Regions from separate parts of the Mus musculus genome. Here region 2 is linked to region 1. Evidence: chromatin contacts called from public HiCAR-type data. All regions are on one chromosome and are shown on one strand. The core of a region is the stretch at or near the end of the contact, and the rest is flanking DNA. Distances in the headings are between cores, read along the strand shown.

The links. HiCAR-type assays count read pairs that join an accessible place to other places.
Region 2: a HiCAR-type map of fibro-adipogenic progenitors shows a contact between it and region 1, with 3 times the contacts expected there. The contact joins two enhancer-like sites. A contact is called at or near these places in 3 of 39 promoter capture datasets (the HPC-7 cell line, embryonic stem cells and liver), 1 of 484 Hi-C or Micro-C datasets (embryonic stem cells) and 1 of 115 datasets of contacts at active chromatin or transcription factors (fibro-adipogenic progenitors).

What each region holds. Positions count from the first base shown.
Region 1 is chr1:45,298,554-45,302,724 of GRCm38.p6, forward strand. No RefSeq gene overlaps it. Among named protein-coding and RNA genes, the nearest start is that of Col3a1, 11 kb to the right of the region's middle. Within about 2 kb of position 1,393, at least 31 of the 459 cell types and tissues checked have an H3K27ac peak or open chromatin away from gene starts, as enhancers often do. A contact at or near this core is called in fibro-adipogenic progenitors, where this site is marked.
Region 2 is chr1:45,673,762-45,677,941 of GRCm38.p6, forward strand. No RefSeq gene overlaps it. Among named protein-coding and RNA genes, the nearest start is that of Gm23216, 9.7 kb to the right of the region's middle. Within about 2 kb of position 2,165, at least 43 of the 459 cell types and tissues checked have an H3K27ac peak or open chromatin away from gene starts, as enhancers often do. A contact at or near this core is called in fibro-adipogenic progenitors, where this site is marked.

The DNA of each region.
Region 1 (4,171 bases), core at 143-2,642:
ATACACACACACATACACTCACAAATAGACAAACTCATAGACCTTCTCTGAGAACCCTACATGCCAGGAACTGCATCAGGCCTTAATAGGTTAGACTGTAAAATGGGGTGGTTAAAGCTGTAAGTGACATGTCACTACTTAAATTTCAAACTATAAAACAATTTCCGAAACTATTTTAATTGTGGGAGACTCTCTTCCTCGCTTAATCCAACCCTTTGCTTTTATCTATTTGAATTGACACTTACTAGCCAAGTATTTTCTTACAAGTTTTTGAGAAAACAATTTCTCTTGAGCAGTGTTCCAAAATAAGCATTTCAAATAAGATATGCTTTGGGAAAATGTTAATAAACTTGTCTTTGGCAAATGTTTCAAGTTTCCTTGTATTTCCTTCACTTGGCAGTGATTTTATTTTGTGTTTATATAATGAAGAAAAATGGTATGTGAGTTTAAAGGTGGATACTATTATTATAGTGACAATTTTCTTATAAAACTTATATCTAATACAGAGAGTTGGAGACCTTTAATTAAAATTTGTTGTATAAGGTAGCTAGGAAAACAGTGAATTCAAATTTAAAAATGAACCATGAATATTAATTAGAATCTGAACATGTCACTGGTCCTCAGCTCCATGCCCCATCAGCTATTTGTTAAACAAGAGGGAAAACAGTTACCAAACAATACTGTCCCCATTGTGTGTACAACCTTGCAAGCAAAATAAAACATTGGCTGTGGGCTACCAAGTCCACTGTCATAATAAATGAACATAAGTAACCAAAGAAGGACATGTTGGAATGTGGGTGGCCCATATCTTGGTAATGTTCTTTCGGTGTTTGGTCCATATCTTTGCAGCCATCTATGTTTAAAATATTGAGGTTCATTTTCCTTGAACTTTTCCTCTAAGTTCTAGGGCGTTAACTAAAAGAAGAAAGTGAGAAATGCTATCTCTAATCTTTTTAACCAAAGAGAAGAAAAGTTAACTACATCAGTGCAGTGCTAGGGATGGTAACAAAGAAACCCAGCACTGTGGTGGTTGTATATGCCTCTGGACACTGACTGGCTGTTACTGTTACTGTTGTACTGTCGGTTTCACATAGCACCCTATTTTCTTAATAACAGCTAGGAATAATGTTGCTAACTAGGGTGACTACAGTCATTAATGATTTGATGAGAATCCAAAATCAACAACTACTAGGAATTTTCCTGGATCCTCTACTTGGAGAAACATTGCAAACAACTTACAGCACACTAAATCAGCAAGGTTGGCCTGGAAAACAATTTATGTAATTGCCCTGCTTTTGTTTTGGGGAATCTTCCAGAAGAAGTGTCTAGAGAATCAGATATAATTTGAGCAGGGTATGCTAACGTGGCTTCAACAATGATCTTACTTTTCTTGTAACTGTATCCTAGCCAGTCATTTTTTCCAGTGGTGTGTCATGCTGTCCCAATTGGCTGTCTGCTTGTACTTTGTTCTGGCATTTTCTGTACCAAAAAAAGTGAAGCTATAAAATTACCATCTTTGACTTAGTGTGAATTTCAGTTAAGTTTCTCCAGCCTTACCCTTTTCTATTTCCACTTCTAAATCTATATGGTTCTTTGAAGGGTCTATCAGGGTTTTAGCTTATTTTGAGAAATTTGAAAACAAAAAAATCCCAGTTGATTGTCCTAAAATAATCCTACTTTAGCTATGAATTTCTTCCCAGTTAGTCATCATAATAAATAATCAACAAGCAATCTTTTGTTTCTTCTTGCACATCTCACCATAAGAGGATGTAGTACATCATCAATTTAGTCTGAGAAACAGAAGTTAGGGAAATCTCACTCAGCCCTTCTCAACTTGAGCACAACAATTTAATCCAACTGCTAACTTTCTACTATTGACCTACCCTTAACAACCACATTCAAGTTAGTGTTTTAGTCCAGATTGCATGGGTTGGACTCTTGGCAGTCATCAGGGTGACACAACCCTGATGCTGAATGTAGGTCAATGTGCATGTCCCTTACATGCTAACTTTCCCCTAATAACAAAAATGTGAGTTGGAACTCCTACACCCAAGAGTTGTCACCAGAACACTGTTACCTGCCTTGCAAATATCCATGGCATACTCACCTAAATCAGTTGAAGTTTCCCCAGTTCTCTAGGAGATTTAAGCCAAGAAATCTAGTCACAAAAGAAAGCTTTAAACATTTGCAATTCAAATAAGGAGTCTACATTTGTGTGATAATAAGGTCATTTTAATACTTTGATGTGAGAGTTTGTATATTTGTTGCTGTTGTTTTGTTTTGTTTTTTCTCTTTTAGAATGCTTTAGCCTCAAGGAAATTTGGTTAATAGCATTGAAAACAATTTGAACAAAATGTGTAAAACTTATTTTAATTTATTATATTGTAGTATTCTTTCATATACCCATTTAACTTTTAGTCTTAAAATAGGTTTTAAAATAGGCACATTTTGTGTTTAATATGTAATTTAATTTGAAATTAACAAAAATTTTGTGATAGTTTTGTAAATTTCCATGTTAGTTTCATTTTTTAATTGTGACTCTTAAGTGGTCCTTCATTTGAGAACATAAGTTTTACTGCTTTCAATTTTTTTGTGAACCAGCCCTATTGTTTACTCTTTACTCTTTTAAAAATAAATTTATAACATCTGGAAGTGTTTTAATGAACTCAAAATCCAAAACTTCCTATGCTAGAAAGGGTGATCATTCATTTTTAAAGAAATGAAAATCTTAAGAATATTTAACCTATTGAAAATTTATAGGCACTCTAAATCAAGGGCATACAATGAATACATTAACTCCAAATGTGCTCTGCTGGATTAATGGGTACAGCTCATGCCATTTAGTGTTTGTGTAACATCTATGTGCAAAGCCATGGACCAAGTACCAAAGGTTATTATATGATCGATGAAGGCTAACCTTAAACTGCAGTAGCTTTCAGTCTTAGAAAGAAGTCTTTTTAAAAACCTATTAATTACGATAAAGTAAGAGCTATGAGAAAGGCAAGTAAAAGAGGAGGAGAATTATTTCAACAAAGAAAATCAAATTTTGTAGACTTCTTGACAGAAAAACAGTAACTGGAAAAGCATGGAAACCGCTCACTATAGATGATGCATTGTCAAAAGATAGCCCTTAGACTTACTGAAGACACTGCAGAATCCAAAGAGATGGTATACCAGAGGGCACATAAAGGAGCATTTGGAATCTTATTGTAGTTGTAGCATGAAATGGAGAAGATAGCTGGAGATAAGGATATAAAGTAATACTCATCTACTCATTATAGTCATCCAAGATTAGTACAGTGAACTAATAAAAAGGCAACTTCTCATTTCCACCATCAGTTCACATTTACACTGCTATTCTTCTCTCTGTTTATCCTCATATGGTCCACCCCATTGAATGGTTCCTGTGTTCTGCAGTTAATCCAGGTTATGTGAACACATCGGATCTAGAAGACTTTGGAGCTAGAAAACTCATGTGAGAGAGAACATATGATCTTTTTTTTTCCTACTTGACAAAAGGTAGGGCACTAAATAAGGAGACAGAGTTTGATAAATAAAAAAAAAGTGGGAAGGAAAATAACAGTAAGGACTTCTGAAAAATTCATGAGGAACCATATTATTTACTATTTTGCCTAAAATAAATTATGATACAGATAAGCCTGTATATAAATATGCATATATAAATCTATATATATATACATATATATATATCTTATTTTACACATACACACATACACATATTTGTCTGACAATGCTCCCTCAATGAGCCAAAGCAAAGACTACAAAAAATATTTATTAAACAGACTTCGTAGACTTACATAGACTTTGCAGGAAAATACAGCATATATCAATGTTTTCTCTTGATTACTTGTTTATATTACATTTTAGGTATATTAGATAGAATAAAATTAGAATTAACTCATATATATATCAGGAGGTTAAAAGTAAGTCTCTGAGCTTTCATCATGCCAGAAGATGACATGTAAGCTTCCAAGAGAGGCAAGAAACCCATCGTCCTACCAGTTATGATGTTGATTAATCATTAACAAAAACAGGTTTGGCATAATAACCTTAGGGGTTCAGTGATGGCAAGCACACTTTTCTGGTAACCAACAGCTCTCTAATTAGACTTAAGACCCACCCTACAAGAAGAAAATTATGACTGGTAATG
Region 2 (4,180 bases), core at 915-3,414, 380 kb after region 1:
AAAAATGAAAAGATTGGACTATATGTAGGATGGCAGATGGATTACCTGCTTATGAATTCATCTTATAGCTACATGCAGACTGCACCAGCTGGGTCTATTGTGGATGACAGAACTGTGGAGTCTCCACGTGCACCTCATAGATGATCTGGTTTGCTGTGGAGGACAGAAACATGGAGTATCCATGTGCACCTCACAGATTCTTGCCTCTGGCAGGAAGATCTTACTCTCCCTGCTAACCCCCAGTCGTTGATTCTGTTATTAGCTACGCGTTTAGTGCAAACTATGATTTCCCTCTACAAGGTGCTCAACAAATATTATTTCTGGTATTCACAGTATTCCAAAGACAAGGAAAACAAGCCTCAGAAAATACAAGGAATTTCCCAGAGTCAGAAAACATGGAGTCAATAAGTAAGATAATCTCCTGCCACTCCCTGTCATAAATTATCTTAATTTCTCATATTTTGGACCATACCCTAGCCCTCCTAAAACATAAAAGCCATATATTCTAGCATCATTATGCATTGTCTGCCTGTACCTTAATACACACATGTGCCTGCACAAAGAAAATGCAGCTGTTTGGGCATGAAATTCAGCTAGTCCATACAAACCTGAAGTGACATTACAGAAGCTCTGGGGCAAAAGCATTCAAGAAAGAAAGCTTTTCTTTCAGAAAACAGACTAAAAGAGTAGTTTTCTAAAGATTAAATGCAGTAAATGATAGAACAAATGATATATAAAAGTCATATTCAACTTAAAGAAAATGTTTTTATTAACTGAATGCAGAATGATACTAAAACCAAAGTTGGAAAAATCCCTATCTATGTGTCACTGTGTGTTGTACCAATTTGGATGTCTAGCTGATGTCTGCTACAATATTCAGAGTTGTATTTGGTATAAGGGAATATTCAATAAGTACTGGTTGATGGTACTGGTTTATAAATAATGTGAACAATTAATTAATACTATGAACAATATTTCTGAGGTTTCCTTAATTTGAGGCAGTGACTTGGCTTTAGCCATACTTTAGGTTATAGTATCTGTATAGAGCAGAAAACACTCTAACTTTCCATTAGAGCACACTTACCTCTTCCATCAGATCGCAAAACCATCAGCAGCCTTCAAAAGTGGTCAATAATTGCAGATTTACTCACTGATGTTTTCAGTGAAAGAAAATTGCCTTTGGAAAATTACAGGGAAAGATAGTCTTAAAAAAAAAAGCCAGATACAAGAGTGGACCCATAGAAGAAAAAAAAATGAGTACTAGCAGCCAAATTAGATTTTATACCAAAGTACTGTGTGGTCTTGTTATTACCTAGTTGATTCATCTCTGTTATAAACATTTGTTCTTCATTTGTGAATAAATTCTCCAATTACTCATCACAAGGAACATACTTACAAATCAGCCTAATTTTAAGAGGCAGGTAAGTGAAGCTAGAGAGATGGCTCAGTTAAGAGCACGTGTGGTTCTTGTGACATACCAGGGTTCAGTTCCCAGCACATACATGGCTGCTACTCCCTCTTCTGGCCTCTGTGGGCATCCGGCACATGTGTGATGCACAAACAGACGTGCAGGCAACCACACATACACACATAACAAAAATAAATAATCACTTTTAAATTTAAAAAAATCAGACATAATTGGTTGAATACAGGCATATAAATAAATTAAAATACAAAAATCACAAGGTATATGTACACTGGGAACAAAAAGTAATTTTTTTCATGGGAAGAATACTGAGAGATGAAAGATCAGAAAGACACAAAAGCACATGAAGGAACTGGAGATCATTGTGTTTCTATAGACACCAATAATTTATGTTTTTTCATAATATTAAAATACTAATAAAAGATAAACCTGAAATACAGACCCACATGTACATAAAATAACTCTACAAAGACAACAGTCAGCAATTACTGAGAAAGACTTCTTATCTAACCATGCAAAGCAAAGTCCTACATTATATTTTATGCCTAGTGTTTGGCATCAATATCATTCCAGGGTGTGAAGGCACAACATGATATCATGCGCTGAACCTGAACAAGAAAGTTCTGCAGAATGCTGTTCGACAGTCTCTCCATGACTAATTCTGTTTGCAGAGTGAGCTGTGGCTGTGGTCATATTCAGCCAGCCAAGACAATGTTTCCAGAGTGTAATTGTTCCAGGCATCAAGGCACTTTACAACATGTTCCCATTGCCTTTTGATACTCTATGGCCAGGAGACTGCTGAGAAAATATTATTCACCAGAATTAGACTGGACTAGTCAGCTGCCTGGTTATTACATCGCACGTCAGCTCAAGCCATGTCTGCAACTGAACTCACCAGATGTTTCCAATTTCTCTTCCTTCTGAACTACAAGTTGAACTTTTTTCCTGGCTTTGAAATATTTTAAACAAATAGTTTTCTGGGATGTCTCATAAAACTTACATAATAAAGTCCCAGGTAGTATCATAATAAGAGTCCAGGCTCTCCTGAGCTGCCATAGACCTGACCCACCTATTGCCACTCACATTCTTTTAATGAGGTTTTCACACAGGAGTCTCATTCCTATCTAGAAATTTCCATCAAGCTGACACATTTTCTTTTCTTTTTTTTTTAATTTTTATAAGATTTATTTGTTCCTTCTTTTATTTTTTTAAATATTTTTCATTATTGCGTATTTTCCTCAATTACATTTAGAATGCTATCCCAAAAGTCCCCCATACCCCCCCCACTTCCCTACCCACCCATTCCCATTTTTTGGCCCTGGTATTCCCCTGTACTGGGGCATATAAAGTTTGCGTGTCCAATGGGCCTCTCTTTCCAGTGATGGCTGACTAGGCCATCTTTTGATACATATGCAGCTAGAGTCAAGAGCTCCGGGGTACTGGTTAGTTCATAATGTTGCTGCACCTACAGGGTTGCAGATCCCTTTAGCTTTTTGGATACTTTCTCTAGCTCCTCCATTGGGGGCTCAATTCTGAAACTACTATACACCCTCTGTTAAAGTATTAAATAAAATACATTTTGCATGCAATTAAGCTCTTTTATGCACAAAAGTCACAAATTTTATGCACATAGTACACCTTTCAAATACGTACTATGTTTTCAAGGATACCCAAAGATTTTGCACATACTTAAAAAGAAACATACAAGAATATTCACTACAGTCATTTTTAATCAAGAACTGGAACTTAGAATCAGCAAGCACACCCTTATTAATAGAAATTGGCAGTGAATTTTATATTGTGTCCAACAGAAACACTACACAAACTTAACATAATTATGCATTATGCATACAGATTAGGATGAAAAATCTCCATAATGATAATTAGGTGAAAAAAAAAATCAGAACTAGGTCAACACAAATATGTATGTGTAAATACACACAAATACCTACATATACTATATAATTTTGTAGCTGTGGATTTTATTTTGTTTTAATGTACAAGAATTCTTTACTTAAATATAAATAACATTAGAGAAATAGATCAAAATGAAAATAAACTGAAAATATGAGGATTTAATAAATCTACACACATGAATTAACAGAAAGGAAGAGGGGGTAAAAAGGAAGAAGAGAAAGCAACTAGCTCTGGGAGTCCCTGCTTCCCAAAGGCCTCGAAAATGTGACATGACATGACATGTCATGACAACTTTCAGCAGTGCTACTGGTGCCCATCTCAGCTCAAATTCTTTGTAGCTTCTCAGAAGCAGCATTTGACCCTTCACCCCAGTTTCCCCTCTTCCATTAATTATCTTGCCCTGATTCCCAATATGGCCTCTGGCAGCCCTCTCAGCTCTCTGTCAGTCCAGCACCTCCTTTCCTACCCACTAAAGTTATGTCTTCAAAGTTTTGGCCATAGGCACTGCCTGGAGAGTGGAAGTTGGTTCTCAATGTTTTGCTATACTCCCTTAGGGAGATAATAGCACTTATGTTTCCTAGATCTCCAATCTATACCTCTGATACTGATATGTATACCATCATTTTTTCTTTCTTTCCCTTCTCCAAATTTTATCCACTTTCAGTTTGGTTACAGAGAGCTTCCTTCAGATGCTGTATAAAATGCCGATTTAATCTCCCTCAGTCTCTCCTTCTTTTGTGTTGTGTGTGTGTGTGTGTGTGTGTGTGTGTGTGCATGTGTTTATGTGTGTATAAAATGTATTGGCTATATATGTGCATATGTGTGTATGCATATATT